Regions from separate parts of the Danio rerio genome. Here region 1 is linked to region 2. A link is a contact called in public Micro-C data. All regions are on one chromosome and are shown on one strand. The core of a region is the stretch at or near the end of the contact, and the rest is flanking DNA. Distances in the headings are between cores, read along the strand shown.

What was found. A called contact is a pair of places that touch in the nucleus more often than the background predicts.
Region 1: a Micro-C map of caudal fin shows a contact between it and region 2, with 2.5 times the contacts expected there. The contact joins the enhancer-like site here to the promoter of nedd4l in region 2. A contact is called at or near these places in 2 of 18 Hi-C or Micro-C datasets (caudal fin and an unstated tissue).

The regions. Positions count from the first base shown.
Region 1 is chr21:12,479,974-12,485,289 of GRCz12tu, reverse strand. It overlaps prlra (prolactin receptor a), which reads right to left. Exons shown (of 9, transcript NM_001431060.1): 5 at 5,097-5,263; 6 at 1-142. Among named protein-coding and RNA genes, the nearest start is that of agxt2, 23 kb to the left of the region's middle. Within about 2 kb of position 2,504, at least 3 of the 62 cell types and tissues checked have an H3K27ac peak or open chromatin away from gene starts, as enhancers often do.
Region 2 is chr21:12,418,766-12,424,027 of GRCz12tu, reverse strand. It overlaps nedd4l (NEDD4 like E3 ubiquitin protein ligase), which reads left to right and starts at 3,377. Exons shown (of 31, transcript XM_682997.8): 1 at 3,377-3,692. The coding sequence starts at 3,648.

The DNA.
Region 1 (5,316 bases), core at 1,255-3,754, 62 kb before region 2:
AGTTGGGCATTTTGACGTAGGTGGTTTGTGTCCATTCACTCCAGAAGCCATGATCTGGTTTACACCGCACCTGCACCATGTATTCTCTATCAGAGTGAAGGCTGAACACGTTATAGTTCTTTTGCCTTTCAGCATCATATTCCTACACAAACACAAAGCAAGCACAAGTTCGTCATTAATATGAAAGTACAGGTATTTAAGTGAGATTTTAACTCATTTTCTATTAGATAGTACATTTTACAAGTAGTATAGTAAGAGTATTTTTTTTTAGATATTTGTAAACAATAAAGCAAAATATGAATGAACAAATACCTCTGTAAAATTCAAAATAAAAAATAGGAATAAGACTGTGAAGTTTTGTAAGTGCCGATTAAAGGTGCAGTTGGTGATCTTCCACAATGCTAACAGCTTAGCATAAATCTCTGAATCACAGTCCCTCCCCTGCCGTCTAAAGCCACGCCTCCTTGAACACGAGCACAGCAAAAGAACCCTCTCTCATGTGTTAAAAGCGACTAATATATATATATATATATATATATATATATATATATATATATATATATATATATATATATATATATATATATATATATATATATATATATATATAGGGAGAGACTAGACGGAATAGCGGTATTTAATTGTGTTTTGTTGTTAAACTAATTAAAATCTACATTATTGATGCTGTAAAACACCGGTGTCAAACTCAGTTCCAAAAGGGCCGCAGCTCTGCACAGATTAGTTCCAACCCTAATTAAACACACCTTATCAAACTAATTGAGTCCTTCAGGCTTGTTTGAAACCTACAGGTAAGTGTGTTGGAGCAGGGTTGGAACTAAACTGTGCATTTACATTTACATTTACATTTAGCAGACGCTTTTATCCAAATGAGAATTTATACAAATGAGGACAAGGAAGCAATTTACACAACTAAGAGCAACAATGAATAAGTGCTATAGGCAAGTTTCAGGTCTGTAAAGTCTAAGAAGGGAAGTATTAGTAGTATTAGTATTTATTTATTTTTTTGGTACAGTTAGTGTGATATTCAGAGAGGCAATTGCAGATTAGGAAGTGAAGTGGAGACTAAATAGTTGAGTTTTTAGTCGTTTCTTGAAAGTAGCGAGTGACTTTGCTGTTCTGATGCAGCTAGGGAGTTCATTCCACCAACTGGGCAGATTGAGCGTGAGCGTTCGCGAAAGTGATTTCTTCCCTCTTTGGGATGGAACCACGAGGCGACGTTCATTCACAGAACGCAAGTTTCTGGAGGGCACATAGATCTGCAGAAGTGAGTGCAGATAAGAAGGTGCTAGGCCAGAAGTCACTTTGTAGGCAAACATCAGAGCTTTGGATTTGATGCGAGCAGCAACTGGCAGCCAGTGCAAACGGACTAGCAGCGGAGTGACATGTGCTCGTTTAGGTTCATTGAAGACCACTCGTGCTGCTGCATTCTGGAGCAGTTGAAGAGGCTTGATAGAGTTAGCTGGAAGCCCAGCTAGTAGAGAGTTGCAGTAATCCAGTTTGGAGAGAACAAGAGCTTGAACAAGGAGTTGAGCTGCATGTTCAGATAAGAAGGGTCGGATCTTTCTGATGTTATAGAGTGCGAATCTGCACGATCGAGCAGTTCTAGAAATGTGGTCAGAGAAGAGGCTTCGGCCCTCCAGGAATTGAGTTTGACAACTCTGCTGTAAAAGGTCCCTTATGAAACTGAAAATAGTCTTATCAATCTTTCATCGGAAGATTTTAGTAGCTGAACAACACTTCTGTGAAGATATAACCCATTTGTAACAACATCTAACGTTACATCAGCTTTGCGTGAAGCTAAAACAGAACATTACCTGCCTAAGAGAAATCCTTCAGACATTGTGTCATCCTTTCTCCAGCATGCAAAGGTAACTATAATATTGGTTCAGGTTTTTAAAAAGGTTTGATTCAGCAGGTTTTTACCGATCGCACGAGCGTGTGCTCTCTTTCGTGAACGCGCGGCGGTCGGCGAAGCTGCGTACAAACGTCTGCACAGTTGTTCTTATCTGCATGATTGGGCTACTTATCGGAATTCTGAGAAATGTCGGCCCGACTCAAATTAATTGGATGAACATTTTACGTTTTATGCCTTTATATATATAATAAATATAATAATAATAATATTTATAATAATATTATAAATATAATAATACATATAAATACATTTGGATCCTTTACTTTAATCATTACTATTAGACTGTGAAGAGACTTTCAACCAGCACAACAAAAAATGCTTCTGAAGACAATCACCTACTCCACCTTTAAGCATTAAAAATTAGCATCATAATTAAAATCTACAGACACAAATTGATAAAGTGTGATCTCTCTTTTAAGTTTCTTTATGCATATCCTTAACCTCAAAATTGACAGGTACATAAAAAAATGTTTTTGCTAGCCGAGTTTTAGCTTAAAGTTGTGTTATGAGTTGAGTTGAGTCATAAGTTTCAGCAATGCCTTCATCATTAGTCATGTCGTCAAGCGTGCACTCAGCCAATAGTATTGCTGTCAGGTTATATTCTGTCACTAGGCAATCATTAGCGTTCATGCCTTAGTTTCACTGAAGCACAGCCTTTGGGTAAAGAAATCTGGTTCGATCTAGTCTGTGTTGTTCTGAATAGCTGGCCTCCCTCAGGTTTCTGAACACTAATGAAGACATAAACTCAGACTGGACGGTCAATGATTAAACCGATTTGTGCAACGGCTGATTTAATGCCGGCTGTTGCTCTAAGTGCTTCTTTCCTCTAAGATCTCGGATAACGTCACAAACAAACTGATGGTTAACTGTTTTCTAGTCTGTTCTGAGTTCATGTTGAACTAAATGTTAAAATGTGTCATATTAAGAAAACAAGCAACAACAAAAAGATCTGGTAATTTTCCCGGTGACTGCTGTTTAATGTTTCTTTAAACTTTCGAGTTGCATTATGGGCTGTGAGCTCTGTTATCGCCAAAAATGTAATTCTGCAGTTCGATGTGTGTGTATATACAGTATGTGTGTGTTTATCTATTTTTGAATTAACTATTTTATGGTGACGCAGTGGTGCAGTGTAGTGCTGTCGCCACACAGCAAGAAGGTCGCTGGTTCGAGCCTCGGCTGGGTCAGTTGGTGTTTCTGTGTGGAGTTTGCATGTTCTCCCTGCGTTAGCGTGGGTTTCCTCCGGGTGCTCCGGTTTCCCCCACAGTCCAAAGACATGCGGTACAGGTGAATTGGGTAGGCTAAAATTGTCCGGAGTGTATGATAGTGAATGAGTGTGTGTGTGAATGTTTCCCAGAAATGGGTTGCGGCTGGAAGGGCATCCACTGCATAAAAACGTGCTGGATGAGTTGGCGGTTCATTCTGCTGTGACGACCCCGGATTAAAAAAGACAGACTAAGCCGAAAATAAAATAAATGAATGAATATATTTTATTCATTTTTAATAGATTATTTTTTAATTAATACTTTATAAATTAATCTTTTGAATTTGTTTCTATTAAATGTTCTTTTTTTATTTATTTATTTTAATTGATAAATTATTTGTTTATTTTTTAATTATTTATTTATTTATAAATATACTTTTTAAAAGTTTATGTATTTACTTTTATTTGTTTATTTATGAATTTATTTATTTGTTTTTAAATTAATATTTTTTTATTTGTAAATGTTTCTATATTTTTTTATTTATTATTATTTTTTAATTAATTAATTAATTGTATTTTTTAATTTGTTTATTTTTGAATTTATTTATTTATGAATTTGACTTATGACATTTATATATATATATATATATATATATATATATATATATATATATATATATATATATATATATATATATATATATATATATATATATATATATATAATCAATATTTATTTAAAATTAAAATACTGGCATTTAAATAATTTTTGTGTATAATAACAAAAAGGTGAGACATTTTCTGACTTGTTTATATTCATTTTATACAACGCAAAACTGTTTTATCCCCAAAAGTTTAGAAATCAATATTTAGTTTGATTAAACACATTAACTGTGGTCATTTAGGAACAAGTATGGATTTTTTTAATTGGGTAGATTAATATATTAATTCAGTATACATTCATTCATTTTCTTGTGGGCTTAGTCCCTTTTTTATTTACAAGGTCCCTTGTAAAGTGTCCTTGAGCTCTGGAAAGGCGCTATATAAATAAAAATTATTATTATTATTATTATTATTTTAATCCGGGGGCGCCACAGCAGAATGAACCGCCAACTTATCCAGCAAGTTTTTACGCAGCGGATGCCCTTCCAGCCGCAAACCATCTCTGGGAAACATCCACACACACATTCACACACACACACACTCATACACTATGGACAATTTAGCCTACCCAATTCACCTGTACCGCATGTCTTTGGTCTGTGGGGGAAACCGGAGCACCCGGAGGAAACCCACTCGAACGCAGGGAGAACATGCAAAGCTCGAACCAGCGACCTTCTTGCTGTAAGGCGACAGCACTACCTACTGCGCCAATGCTTCGCCCAGAGTATATATTACAATCGTAAAAAAAAAAGCAAAAATGACAAATCTTTACATTTTTCTTAAATATGCTTTTAAATATGCATTTTTCTTAAACATGTTCAGTTACTTCATCAAAAGTGACTTAATATTGTAATATATTGCTTTTAAAAAAGTAACAAGTATAAAAAAATGTATTCAACACAGTGTTGATCTAGCATAGAAGTGTTACTATTACAGCTAACTTTCAAGTTGTGCCCTCTAGGGGGGGCTAATATAAATGATGTAGTGCGAACAGGGTAAAACCCTAAAAAGTTCAAGGGATAGTTCACTAAAATTGTAAAATTCCTTCATCTACTCATTCTCCTTTTGTTCCAAATATGACTGTCTCTTTTTTTCTGTTGAGCACAAAAGAAGATATTTTGAAGAATGTTGGAAATATGTAGCCATTAACTTCTAAACCATTAACTTTTCCTACTATGGATGACATTCTTCACAATATCTTCTTTCGCGTTCAACAGAACAAAGAAGCTCTGCTTGGAAGCACTTGAGCATGAATAAATTGTAAGTAAATTTTAATCGTATTTATTTTGAACCCACCACCCATTCTTTATCCTCTTCTTGTTTAACCCGTAGCTGGTAATGCAGTGTGATCCATCCAGATCGGGTGTCTGCGGTCCGTGGTTTGTCCCAGGAAACTTTGACGAATGGATCCCGGTCCTCGTGAATCACAACCGCTTTGACGTTTTCCGGAGTATTCGGTTGAACTGTGGGTATAAAAAAAAGAAGATCAAGGTTAAGGTTAAGTAGAAATTCACAC
Region 2 (5,262 bases), core at 2,128-4,627:
TCAGGTGACCTATTAGATTTATCCGCCTAGCTCTGCAATTGAACGTCAACAGGAGATTACGAACAGCTTTTATATTTAACGTTGTCAGATAGTCATGAGTCAGTAAAGCCATCTTAAAAACATTATTGAGTTTAAAACCACATCTTGAAGTAATATGATAAACCGAGCTGCAAGTAGCTATTTGTACATCCATATACTGTTACTAATAGGTTATTACCAGTCATATGAACTTAGATATGAGCTGACATTGAAGTTGAGCACTGTTTAATCCGTAACAGTATGACTGAATGATGTTGCAGTCTGTCAGGTCGAAAGATGATCTTAGCGGTAACATGAGGACATCTGCTGGTGCAGAGCTGAAACTTAATTCTCAAATTATATATAAACGTGTTTTTTAAACGTTTATATATTAAAGTACATACATGGTTGACGATGAATATAGGTTTTATGCATTTATTATTTTTTAATAATGTTAAATAACACCCACTAGTTTGTTTTTAGTTAATAAATTTAATCTAATTTTGTTTTATTTTGAGGGGATAGTGGGGAAAAAAATAGGACACTCTGTAGATGTTCCTATATTACTTTGTATGGTCTTGTTAAATATCAATAAAGATAAATAAATAAAAAATAGGGGCGACATGGTGGCGCACTTTTGCCTTACAGCAAGAAGCTGGTTTGAGTCCCGGGCCAGTAGGCATTTCTGTGTTGAATTTGCATGTTCTCCCAGTGTTTGCGTCAGTTTCCCCCTGGTGCTCTGGTTTCCCCTACATCGGTACAGGAGAACTGAATAAATGAAACTGCCATAGTGTATGAGTGTGTGTGGGTCTTTCCCAAAAGGGACTAAGTTGAAGCAAAATGAATGAATAAAATAAAATAAAATAAAATAAAATAAAATAAAATAAAATAAAATAAAATAAAATAAAATTAAATTAAACTAAATTAAATTAAATTAAATTAAATTAAATACATGCACTAAAATGGAAAAACAAAACATAGCAAAAAATTTGTCAGAATTATTTTGAACAGTAATCATTTAAATGACATATTAAAAGTTTTAAATTATTCTAAACATGCACAAGGAAATTTTTTGGGGGCTATATAACCTAATCTTGTTATAACCTACCGAATGACATTGTTGTCTGTAAAAAATGATTTAAAATGAAAAAAATTATAGTTATTGTTTTTTCTTCAGTTTAAAATGACATTAAACAGGACACATTGAAATGTACAATAATAGCAACTTACATTGTATTAATTATAAAATCTATAAAAAAATAAAATATTATTAAATGTTACAAAAAATCTATTAAATGTTGAAAATTACTATTAACCATTTATATATATATATATATATATATATATATATATATATATATATATATATATATATATATTTATCCAGCAAGTTTTTACGCAGCTGATGCCCTTCCAGCCGCAACCCATCTCTGGGAAACATCCACACACACATTCACACACACACTCATACGCTATGGACAATTTAGCCTACCCAATTCACCTGTACCGCACGTCTTTGGCCTGTGGGGGAAACCGCAGCACCCGGAGGAAACCCACGCGAAGGCAGGGAGAACATGCAAACTCCACACAGAAACGCCAACTGAGCCGAGGTTCGACCCAGCGACCTTCTTGCTGTGAGGCGACAGCACTACCTACAGCGTCACTGCCTCGCCTATAAAAACCTCATATTTCCCTCACAAGTCCAAAGGTATGTGGTACAGGTAAATTGGGTAAAAAAATTCTGTAGTGTATGTGTGTGAATATGTGTATACATGAGTGTATGGGTGTTTCCCAGTGATGGGTTGCAGCTGGAAGGGCATCCGCTGCAAAAACGTATGCTGGATAAGCTGGCGGTTCATTCCACTGTGGCGATTCCTGATTAATAAAGGGACTAAGCCGGAAAGAAAATGAATGAATGCATGAATGAATGTATTCAGGTTATAATTATAAACAATCGATATTCTAAATAGTTTTATAAAAGCTCTTTTCCCACACAACAGCAGCAACATTCATAATAATAATAATAATAAAAATTTAAAAATTTAAAATAATAATACTAATAATAGTTTTTAATTATTTATTCATTTTATGTTAGGCTTAGTTCCTTTAATAATCAGGGGTCGCCCCAGCGGAATAAATCACCTTTTATGATTATTACAATTATAACAATAATTGTTATTATTATTCATTCATTCATTTTCTTTTTGGCGTAGTCCCTTTGTTAATCAGGGGTTGCCAGACCAGAATGAACCGCTTATTATAATTTTTATAATAATAAATAAATAAATAAATAAATAAATAAATAAATAAATAAATAAATAAATAAATAAATAATAATAATAATAATAATAATAATAATAATAATAATAATAATTATTATTATTATTATTATTATTATCGTTATTATTATTATTATTATTATTATTATTATTATTATTATTATTATCATTATTATTATTATACACCTGGATTTTTCTTAATTATTCAAATAAAGGCATGCCATTTTATGTTTATGGTTTCCCAGTGTTGTGTTGCAGCTGGAAGGCCATCCGCTGCGTTAACTATGTGCTGCATAAGTTGGTGGTTCATTCCACTGTGGCGAGCTCTGATTACCAAGCCAAAAAGAAAATGAATGAATGAATGGATTTTCTATATCACTTTATATTAGGCAACTTGAACGAACATTTATGTTTTGCCTTTGGGCAAAATTTGTTAGACTGTCTGACCCCCAAAAAGGCCTTCTTTCACAAACTTTTACCTCAAAATGTCTTAGTTTGATCCTCAAGTTCAGTTTAGTCTGTTAGGCATCACTTAAAGTCACGAGCAACAAAAGACCAGTAGCCTATAAACCAGCAGAAAACATCTTTTAGTTCCGTTCCTGTAGGCTATTTCACATGTACAATGACTCATGATACATAGCGATTGGACTTTGCCCAGTTTTGGATGTTAATCATAAATAAATGATCATGTTTTGACAGTGTCGCTTTTTAACTCTAGAGGGTGCAAGAACACTGCTAATATGAGTCCACTTAAACGGCTTTAAGATTCAAGAAGATTATCAATGGATCTTTATATTACTTAAGCAACAATAAATCATATACTTACATAATACACACACTCAGCTCCACTTATCAACATACGACATAGTTCAATGCCAATCTCATATCAGTCCTATATTGAGATGTAGGAAACTACCCATCCCTGATTACTCCACAAAAGTGTAACAACATAGCCCCGCCTACCGTCGACGCTAATTGGTTATTCCATCCTTCTTGAGTTTCGGAAAAGCTTGTGATTGGCGTAATATGTTGTCAATCATTTCAGCTGGGAGTGTTTCGGATCCTGAGAGGAAGTGAATGATTCGCGTTTGCACTTGACGAGGGGAAATCATATTGTTGGGGGAAATTAAGCGTGTATCCACCTAAATTCCGCCGTTAAATGAGATTAAACTGGCGGACGTACATCTTTAGGCACGATATGGTTTAAAAGGATAACCGTTTTTGGAGTCAGACTTCGTTGCTTTGGATTAACTTGGAGGTGGAGGAGGACACACTTTGCTATTGTTCCAGCTTTCACACTAGTGTGTGTGTGTTTTTGTGTATGTGTGTGTTAAATTGCCTTTTGGCTTTATGGCTACGAATTTTGAACCCATTTATGGACTTTCAGAGGATGAAGTAAGTACTGTTTTTTCAAACCACACCACCTTTAAGACACAGACATGTCTTCCACCATATTAATACTGTATGTTTATCATTTTTTCATAACCCATGTTGTGTGTTCCAGTATGACAGATGAGAGGGATACATTTTATAAAGCCTAATGTAATTTCATTGTTATAAATATTACAAATAAGAGGTTAGTAATTGTATCAAGCTCATCAGTTTTGTTATTCCCACATTTCCCTAAATTCCAGTGTTAGGTAATCAAGAACTGTCAGTTTCATTAAGCATAATATAATAATTGAATTATTCAAGTATACATATCAAAGTTAGCAAGTTTTCGAAGTCAACACAGACTTTTGCTTCACACATTTACATAACATTCAATGTAAAATCAAGTGTTCTATCCAGTTAAACTGTTATCAAATCCCTTTTAATACAAGTTACAGTCTGGTAATGTGCTGATTTTTATGATGGCACACTAAACTTTGTGCTGTATTGTAATTGAAATGTTTTGTTTGTTATGTTATTTTCTTTAATTATTGACCATGACACTCCAATTGACGGATTTTTAGATGTGTTTGTTTCTCCCTTAGGAAAGGTAATGTATTTAAAGCACATTTATAGTTTTATAATTACCTCGAATAAGCCAAATAAGAATGCATTATCATGATTTATGTCTAGTGACCAGGTGAAACCAGCGTTGCAGTGTTTCTTGTGATATTACAGCAGATTACGTACTGAAGAAACCACAAAACCCATGTTGTTTATCATAACATTAAGAGCCCTGGTGTAACCCCTGAAAATTCAGGTCAGCTGTCTTGAGAGTGGCCTTAGGAAGCAGGTGTTTGTGAATCATTTGGATCTATGTTGGTGCCTTTTAAAAATATTAAGGAATTGCTGTTTATTTTAGCTGGCACACTGGATCTATCTTGTAGTTTTCAATGCTAATGGTGATATGGTTCAAGGCTGCAAATTGTTAGGTGTAAATATCAGTGCAGTTATGTTGGCTTTGACATTTGAGTCCAAAGGAGAGAGTTCTGAGTCATGTACAAGTGTACACATAAGTTGCCAGCCTCCTATTTAACTCTGCATCGCATTAAACATTGTTCATAGATGTAAACACGAGTGCAATTATGTTGGCTTTGATATTTGAGTCCAATGGAGAGGGAACTGAGTTATGTACAACTGTTCCTACAAGTTGACAGCCTCATATTTAACTCCGTATCGCATTAAACATTGTTCATTGATGAAGTCACGAGTACAGTTATGTTGATTTTGATATTTAAGTCCAAAGGAGAAACCTGAGTCATGTACTTAAAAATACAAGTCGTGAGTCTGTACGTACAAGTTGCAAGTCTACTATTTAAATCCTATCATTTTAAACGTTGACGTAAAATAGGCATGGGATGATAACCGTTTTTTAAGGTATATTGTGGTTTGGAAAAGTCAAGGTTTTAAAACAGTCAACATTTTCTGCTATACCGTTTCTAAGGTATGTGTAAGATTTTTTATTTACATTTTTTTTTTCAGCTTTTTAGGAAAGCAGTATCGCCAGCAGAAAAATACCCAAAGATGCTATTTT